2 separate regions of the Sus scrofa genome follow, and region 2 is linked to region 1. The links are chromatin contacts, called in public HiChIP or PLAC-seq maps. All regions are on one chromosome and are shown on one strand. The core of a region is the stretch at or near the end of the contact, and the rest is flanking DNA. Distances in the headings are between cores, read along the strand shown.

Evidence for each region. HiChIP or PLAC-seq counts read pairs in DNA pulled down with a chosen protein or histone mark.
Region 2: an H3K27ac HiChIP or PLAC-seq map of alveolar macrophages shows a contact between it and region 1. The contact joins two enhancer-like sites. A contact is called at or near these places in 2 of 47 Hi-C or Micro-C datasets (embryonic fibroblasts and fibroblasts) and 1 of 2 datasets of contacts at active chromatin or transcription factors (alveolar macrophages).

Annotation. Positions count from the first base shown.
Region 1 is chr7:40,230,067-40,234,462 of Sscrofa11.1, reverse strand. All of the region lies in intron 5 of RUNX2 (runt-related transcription factor 2), which reads right to left. Among named protein-coding and RNA genes, the nearest start is that of SUPT3H, 71 kb to the right of the region's middle. Within about 2 kb of position 2,997, at least 40 of the 83 cell types and tissues checked have an H3K27ac peak or open chromatin away from gene starts, as enhancers often do. A contact at or near this core is called in alveolar macrophages and embryonic fibroblasts, where this site is marked.
Region 2 is chr7:40,443,095-40,447,422 of Sscrofa11.1, reverse strand. No RefSeq gene overlaps it. Among named protein-coding and RNA genes, the nearest start is that of SUPT3H, 280 kb to the right of the region's middle. Within about 2 kb of position 2,507, at least 11 of the 83 cell types and tissues checked have an H3K27ac peak or open chromatin away from gene starts, as enhancers often do. A contact at or near this core is called in alveolar macrophages and embryonic fibroblasts, where this site is marked.

The sequences.
Region 1 (4,396 bases), core at 1,748-4,247:
CTAACCTGATGACAACGGCCCCGAAAGCCTCAGCCCGGAGAGTGGCAGAGAGTGGCAGAGAGTGGCAGAGAGCGGCTAGGAGCACAGCGCTGAGGCGCTAAGGGCACACAGACTCTGTGGGGCGCGTCTCACTCCACAGCTGGCTGGCCTTCTCAGGAACAAAAACGGAGTTGACCATGAACAGGTTCTCACTGAAGGAACCACCCAAGGGTCCACATCAAGAACACTGAGGAGTTCCCATGGTGGCGCAGTGCAAACGAATCCAACTAGGAACCGTGAGGTTGCAGGTTCGATCCCTGGCCTCACTCAGGGGGTTGAGCTGTGGTGTAGATCGCAGATACAGCTCGGATCTGGTGTTGCTGTGGCTGTGTTGTAGGTTGGCAGCTGTAGCTCCAATTAGACTCCTAGCCTGAGAACCTCCATATGCCTCAGGTGTGACCCTAAAAAGCAAAAATAAATAAAATAATAATTTTTAAAAAATAGGGAAAAATAGAATAAAATAAATTTATTTCTCTAACTAAAAAAAAAAAAGGTGGAGTTCCCTGGTGGCTCAGTGGGTTAAGGATTTGACATTGTTGCTGCTCTGACTCCGGCTACTGCTGTGGAGTGGTTTTGAGCCTGGGAACTCCTGCATGCCTTGATTGTGGTCAAAAAAAAAGGGAGGGAGTGACTGCAGTTTAAAGTATGCTAAGTTTCTATTATCCCAAGAGGTAAACAGAAATTACGATGAATTTTTTTAAGGCAAATATACACATTAAAATAGTTACAATAATAAAAGAAAAGAAACTAAATGATAATTTGAAAATCAGGAGAGAAAAAAAGCTGGAACAAAACTAGATGAGAATTACTTCCTAAAAGGGAAATATGTGCATCTAGAACAAAACTAGATGTAAACATCCAGAACAAAACTAGATAAGAAATACTCTATAAAAGGGAAATATCTGCAAAAGGAGAAAATCCAGAAATATAAAAACTGAAACCTCACACCCTGAAATTATAGAATCCTGCCCTCTTAGGAATACATTAGACCTGAACAGCATCAGGAATCCACACTGCTATGGCTGACCTGTAGCAAAACTGTAGCACTTAAAGTTGGCAATGGCTGCCTTGAAGGCCGGCAAAGGCCCTGCCTGCCTACCTGGCTCTCTATTTACTTCTGTACCCAGGACATGGCTGATCTGTCTCCCTTTATCTCCCCAAGTCTCCTCCTAATAAAGGATTCTAGACTTTTTTTTTTCCAGCATGGCAGAGATTGAGCCCAAGCCCTAGCAATGAAAGCACCAAGCCCTTAACCACTAGGCCACCAGGGAACTCCGACTTATTCTTTACCTTAATATGAATTTAAGTCTGAGTTATCTTTTCCAGAGGTGTCTGGATGTAAGCTGTACTCCTGGATTTTAATGATGAACTTTTGTCTATAAGCAAAGAATCTTGTCACCAGGGCACAGCAACAGAGAAATCTGGGAGAGACACAGGCAGTCCTTCCTCTGCTCCTAAGCACTGCAGCCCAAATTCAGTCTCCCACTTGCTTACTTCCTTCAGACTCTTAACTGTCACATATAACCTTGAATTGATATTTTCAACGGATGTGCTTTTTTATGCACTCTCTCAATTTCCAAGAATTATCAAAAAACATGAGCAATCCTTTTCTTTTCTCTTCTTTTCTTTTTGGCTTTTTAGGGCCACACCCCCAGCATACAGAAGTTCCCGGGCTAGGGGTTGAGTCAGAGCTACAACTGCCAGCCTATGCCACAGCCACAGCAACCCAGGATCCCAGCCGTGTCTGCTACCTACACCACAGCCCACGGCAATGCCAGATCCCTGACCCATTGATCGAGGCCAGGGATCAAACCCGCATCCTCATACATACTACTCAGATTCATTTCCACTGAGCCACAACAGGAACTCCAAGCAATTATTTTCCACACTTGCCTACATACAAGCTTCTGAGATTTTATGGGAAGACCAAAGATCAGTTTTAGTTGACACATGCCAGGTAGGGACAAGTATGACTCCAAAGACCAACATTAGGAATCTTTTTCTCTCTGTTATTTTAAAGTATTTCCCAGTCTCCTCTGGTCCAGCCCTTCCTGAAGAAAATGCTACAGTACAAACAAAAGAGAAGTAGTTCAGTAATCTACCAGGAATTCTCCTGGGAAGAAAAACTTCTTTCTTATAAAATAAATAAAGCCCCCCCCCAGTATGTTTTCCTCTCAAGTCCCTGTTTTAAGAATGAATGATTTCTGACTTTCAATGCGACAGAAACGGATGACACACTGGGATCCAGTCTGTGTGTCTGCAGAGCCCACATCGCTTGAAAACCTGCCATGCTCGATTTAGTTACAAGTCAATATAGCCACGGCAACCCCTGTCTGTGGACAAGGTGCTCTCACTGGGCAAGCCGCAGTCCTTGCAAACCCATGTCCAACACAGTGAGAGAGCACATGCGGGGCTGGGGAGGCAGGCGGGGAGTGCAAAGGAGGGACGCGAGCATGTTTTAACGGCTGCGATAATTTGCCATGAAAGGATGTGAAGGCCGGGCTCCTTGCTGCAGCATGCCATGTGCTGCTGACTTCAATTACTGCCCTGCCGTCTGCGAGCGGAGGAATGTGTAAACAGGCCATATAGCCTTGCATCAGTTCCACAGAATGTTGCACAACACAAAAATGCCTCTCGATGTGTCATTTCCTTCTTGGCCATCTTCCCAGCTCCTGACAGTCAGTCAACAGAAGAAAAAAAAAAAAAAAAAGGGGGGGGGACTAAAAGAGATTTAAAACTGCTCTTCTCAAGAGTACATGCTACCAGCCAGCAGACTCACCTCCACCAGCGCTTCTGGCTCCCCCTCACCATCCTCCTTCAGGAAAGGGGGAAAAAGGAACTGTTGTTTGAACTGTTCTTATTCTCTTAAGCCAAAGATTTTCCACGATGTTCTGTAGGCTAGGGCCCAAATGATTCATGTTTATGACCATCCAACTGCTGCGTGTGTTTGCTGACGCATAAGTATCCACACGTAGCATTTACCCATCATGTCCATGCCTTGGGCTCTTCGGAGGAAAGGAAGAACCAGGGGGAAACCGCAAGTCAAGAAGTTAAGGGCTCCTGAGTTCCCGTTATGGCTCAGTGGTTAATGAATCCGATTATGAACCGTGAGGTTGTGGGTTCGATCCCTGGCCTTGCTCAGTGGGTTAAGGATTAGCGTTGCAGCATTGCTGTGGCTGTGGCGTAGGCCAGCAGCTACAGCTCCGATTAGACTCCTAGCTTCGGAACCTCCATAGGTCTCGGATGCAGCCCTAAAAAGACCCCCCCCAAAAAATGTTAAGGGCTCTTTGGCAGCAACACGGATGGACTTGGAGAGCATTCTGCTAAGTGAAGCAGTCAGACAGAAAGGCAAATACTGTATGATATCACTTATACATGGAATCTGAAACAATTCAGCAAACTAGTGAATAAAACAAAAAGGAAGCAGACTCACAGAGAGAACAAACGAGTGGTTACTAGTGGGGCGAGGGGCAATATAGGGGTAAGGGAAAAAGAAAAGGGTTAATATGGGATTAGGTGAAATCACATGCATAAAACTTTTGAAAACTGTATAGCACTACAGATTTTAAAGACTCTTTCGTGCAATAAAAAAAATTGATTTCCCACTTAAAAAAAAAAAAAAGTTCATGCCTTTTCTACTCATGCCTCCCACCAAAGACTGAAACTCATGCCTGCGGCATCAAGAGTACAGCATGAAGCTTACCGAGGGTTTTGCAAATCATCTTCACAAACGGCAAGAACGCGAACACAAGAACTGGGTCCAGCCTGGATCAAAGAGCCTGCAAACAATCCTTCTGCCATCCCTCCATCCAACACACTTTACGTGGCCCCCATCTTCCTGCTCATGGGACCAACCTCTATAAAAGCATCCACCACTGACAAATAAGCAAGGGTCAAAGGCCAGCCACCATCAAAAGCCTATTCCTTCACCCAAAGAGGGTGAAGAGGAGTGGAGAATAAAAGCCAGCTGCTGCAGACACCAGCTAGAATGAGGAAGAGAAAATGCCAAGCCTGTCACTCTCACCAGCTTTTACCAGGCTGCAGACCGGTCTCACAACTGGGTGGAACAGCAGGGGAGAAAAATGAGCCGGTTCCATGGGGAGGCGTCTCTGTTCTGATTAAGTCTGTTACCTTCCATTGATAAGGGAGAAACATCTGCCACCAGAAGCGCCACCAAGAATACAGAAGAATAAAATGTTCTCTGAAGAATTCCAAATGTGCTGATGCACTGGGCATAGGTGAGGAAGAGCAAGCAGGGAAAGAAAAGAGTTTGGCTGCAGGATGGAAGCCTGACAAGCTGGGCGAAGCAGGGTGCTGTGACAGTCCCAGAAACATGCACACGCATAAGCACGCACAC
Region 2 (4,328 bases), core at 1,258-3,757, 210 kb before region 1:
TCTCTGGCAGCCAACAGTCCTTGTAGAGGCTGAAACAGAGAGAGCGAGGCTAGAGGCAGGAAGACTGAATGTACAAGTCACATCTTGGCCATTTGAGGAGCTAAAATGATATTCCAGCAGAAAAAGGCACCAGCGTGAAATCCAGCCAACCAATATTAGAAGCAATTTTTTTCTTCTAGGAATAGATTGAATTTCAGCAGAAAGAAACTTTCCTGCCACCCTTTACGGACAATCTGGTGAAGGCTGGCTCCTGCCCTGATTCAAGTTGGACACCCTGGGTCTTTCATGCATCACCATTGACTAAAAGCAAGCGTGGGTTTTATGGGATTGTTTGTTAAGCCCCGAGCCAAGCTTTGCTACTCCCTCAGGCAGGGTTGCTCTGCCAGTTTCTAAATTGGCTGTTTTTTACATATAGGGTGTGAGGGATGTCTCTATTTGTCTTTAGGAGCATGCTCGTTTGAAAGGAGACATCTGTGACTATATATAATATCTTTATGTGAGTTTTTTTCTTTTTAGGGCCACACCCGCAGCATATGGAAATACCCAGGCTAGGGGTCAAATCAGAGCCACCACCAGCAGTCTACACCACAGCCACAGCAACATGGGATCCCAGGTGCATCTGCAACCTAAACTGCAGCTCAAGGCAACACCAGATCCTTTAACCCATTCATCAAGCCAGGGATCGAACCTGCATCCTTATGGATACTAGTCAGATTCCTAACCCACTGAGCCACAACGGGAACTCCCTTTATGTGATTTTTTTTGTTTTTTTGACACAATGTTTATACATGTATATCTTTTGGCAGGAATCTGTTTGCAGTGTACAATAAAGGAAAGACAGAATAAAAAAGCCATTCCCCCACCATAACCAATTTTGGCTCACAAAGAAAAATTCAAAATAGCTTGTGCTCCCTAGCAATGCCTCCAGGGTTGAACAATTTCCAAATCCACCCTTTTAATCCTTTCTCCTGGAAGGGCACTCACCTTTGAACTTTATTTTTTAAAACTATCTTTAAAAAATTACAGTAACCGGCACAGACCAGACCCTGTTGCAGCCCAGGCTCCCTGCCCACCTCACCCCCTCAATAAGAGAGCTCACCCAAGGGGCCATCTCGCTTGTAAAAAAAAAAAAAAAAAAAAAAAAACTGGCTGCTTGATGAACCTGATGGAAAGAGCCAGGCTGTAAAAGACAGCATTGGGGCTTTAACAAGGCCAGGAGTTCAGAGTGGAGCCAGCTGGGTAGTCTGAACCAACCCAAAGGTTTTAGAACCCAGGGTCCCACAGAGCTGGGACGCCACCAAGAATGTGAAAAGGGAGGGACAGTCTGGCTGGGAGTGGAGATCACTGGAGCCCCCGCACTGCCAGCTCCCAGATGCAAATCCACAGGGGGAGCGAGAGGCCAGGACAGCTGTGCCTGGCACCTGGGGGCCCTGGGTCCTGTTCACACGACTAGGCTCCAAGACCCCCTGGGGTGGGGCAGGTAGACACACATGTGTCCCCTCACCAGCTCAGCTGGACCAGCATCTCAGGGAAGAAGACCCCCAACCCCCCTGGCTTGTGTTTGTGACAATGCCAAGCTGTTTACCCATGGGGAACAAGGAAGCAGAGGGGCACCCCATCTGGGAAGGAGGGTGGGGCGATGGCCCGATTTCCCAAGGCCAGAAGCAGCAAGGGTCTGACCAGGGTGTTCCCTGAGTCAGCAGCCCAGCGGACGAGAGGGCTCAGCATCCCTCCGGACCCTCCACTGACCTCTGATCAAAGTGGCAATGCCAGCTTTGGACATGCTTGGTAAACATCTAGGAGACAGATGACCCTGTCGTTCTCAGCATTCCGCACCCCCCTAGAAGGACCCTCATTCTGCACATCTGATGCCTCTGGCATCTGTTGCCACCTATAACACAATCCCACCCCCTCCCCTGCCCCCGAACTTCGAAGCAAAGCTTCCGAAGAGATGGCTCTCCGAGTTCCCTTACTGCCCCGTCCTTTCTCTCAAAAATTCCTTGGATGTCAGACCTCCCAGCAGTGCCGCTGTGTCTCTCCCGGGGAAAACTTTTCTAATTTGAGTCCGAGCTTTCCCTTTTCTTCCTGTCATGCCATCCCTCCTAATGATAAGCCTTTGTGCCAGGTCCAATTATACACAAAGCTCAAAGGAGCAGCCCCAACTTTAAACTTGGCCCTGGCCATTGGAAGGGGACGTCTCGGGCATCTTGCTTAGCCCAGAAGGAAAGACATTGTTCTCCAAGGGGAAACAAAGCCAAGGAGAGAGGGAAACGCTCTTGCAAAAATAAAAGTCAAGAATGAAGCCACAGACCACGCTGGCCGCCCCAGGACACTGGGGCCCAAGGACGATACTGCATCTGTGAGGACTCTGCCCTGCCCCCAGCATGCAGAAGCAGCAGAAAGGCTCTGATTTTTCCTTTTTTAAACACTTCCCTGACCCTACCTACGCTCTCCCTGCAGGGTCAGCAGAGGGTGAGATGAGAGCATTCGCCGGGAATTTCCTGACTTCTGCGAATTTTTCTCAAGATCTGGCCATGAGTCAACGGGAGGCACTGTGACACATGGTATGACTTGCAGTGCCCCCCCCTCCCTTCTGGAACACCCTGAAAAGCATCTCTCGGTTGAGTAACTGAGGACGAAAATTCATAAGCCTCCCCCGCCCATCCCCCAACTTACCCTGCCTATTGCCCCACACTTAGAGGAGATGAGGATGTATATTGAATCAGGATATTCATATTTTCTAGAAGTACAGAGAGTGCCTTTCACTTCTTTTGCAGAATTAAGCTCTCTTGTATGATGTCTGTTGGTCTTTATGTTTGGGGTGTTTAAAGAACGGGGCAGGGGAGGGGGCAATGAGAAGAGGCGGGGAGGAGAAAGAAGATCACTGCTCAGGTTTCCACTGTCCTGAGAAGATCTGGGGGTCTAGACCGTGCCGTGAAAGGACCAAGTGAGCTGGATCAGGTTGGCGGGTGGATGCATCTGTTCAATGTTACTGATGTTGACAATAAATCTGAAATAACCAAGCAAAGCCGAGTGATTATGATTTCACATGTGAATTATCTGACTGCCAGGACTGGGACTTTGCTAGCAGAGACCAATGACGACCAGTCTCTGCTACTGATGGTTTATAATTCCTCTCAGAGTTGGGAGAGAAGGGCTTGGATCAATAACATCTTTCAACAGATTTTACAATTAAAATGAAGAGCATTCACCCAGCCATGAAAAAGAATGAAATTGTGCTGTCTGCAGCAACATGGATGGAGCGATAGTGATATTATGCTAAGTGAAATGTCAGACAGAGAAAGACAAATACTGTATGATAGCACTTGAATGTGGAATCTACAAATAACATAAGCCAGTAAATATACCCAAAAGAATCAGACTCACAGTTACAAAGAACGAACCAGTGGTTACGAGTGAGAAAAAGAAAGATGGGGTAGGGACAACTTAGGGGCAGAGGATTAAGAGAGGCAAACTACCGTGGGAAAAAATAGATAAGCGATAAGGACATAGCGGACAGCACAGGGAATTACTGCCATTATTTTGTCCTAACTTTTAATGGAGGATGATCTGTCAAAATACTGAATCACTCTGCTGCACACCTGAAACTAATATAATATTTCAAATCACCTATACTTCATTACTTAATTTAATTGCTTTAATTAATTTATTAATTTAATCCCGTTAATGAATGGTAGTGCTGAAACTGCTAAGCGTTTGTGGAGCCTGGCCTCACGTTTCGCACATGTGGCAGCTTTTTGCAAACTCTGGTGTGCCAGGTGAACGGCAAGGAATTACCATCCTTGGGGTGCATTAACACCCCTTCTGTGGGACCAAAAAAGATGTCGCCTTTTATCAATAGAGCAGAGAATTTCTAAAGGTCCTGGTGAGGTTTGGGGGCCAGTGTCTCCAGGCTTCTCTTTCAAATGCAGAACACTCAGGGTAGATACCCAGGGAGTCATGGAGGAAAATGAGGCCCTTTGTGCCTTGAAGTCACATCCCCTCTCCTTAGACCCCCAGAAAGGACCTGAGGGTCCTGGGTTGTAGAAAGTCGAACTTGAGAAGGAAAATCCCAACCAGAAGCAAAAGCTCTCAGAGCTCCTACCCCTCTGCTCTGAGGTAAACGGGAGACAAAATATTTCAAGCAAGGTGAAGAAGGTCATTTTCCTCTTCTCCGTCTCCCTTTCTTCTCCTTCCCCTACTCCGTCTGCCCTTCCCTTCTCCTCATCGCATCATCATCCAAAGAGACAACCCTTCAGTTGTCTTCTGCTGGAAAAAAAACGTTCTTCTGCATTGCTGACTTTTCACAGTCAAGGCAAAGCAAGAGA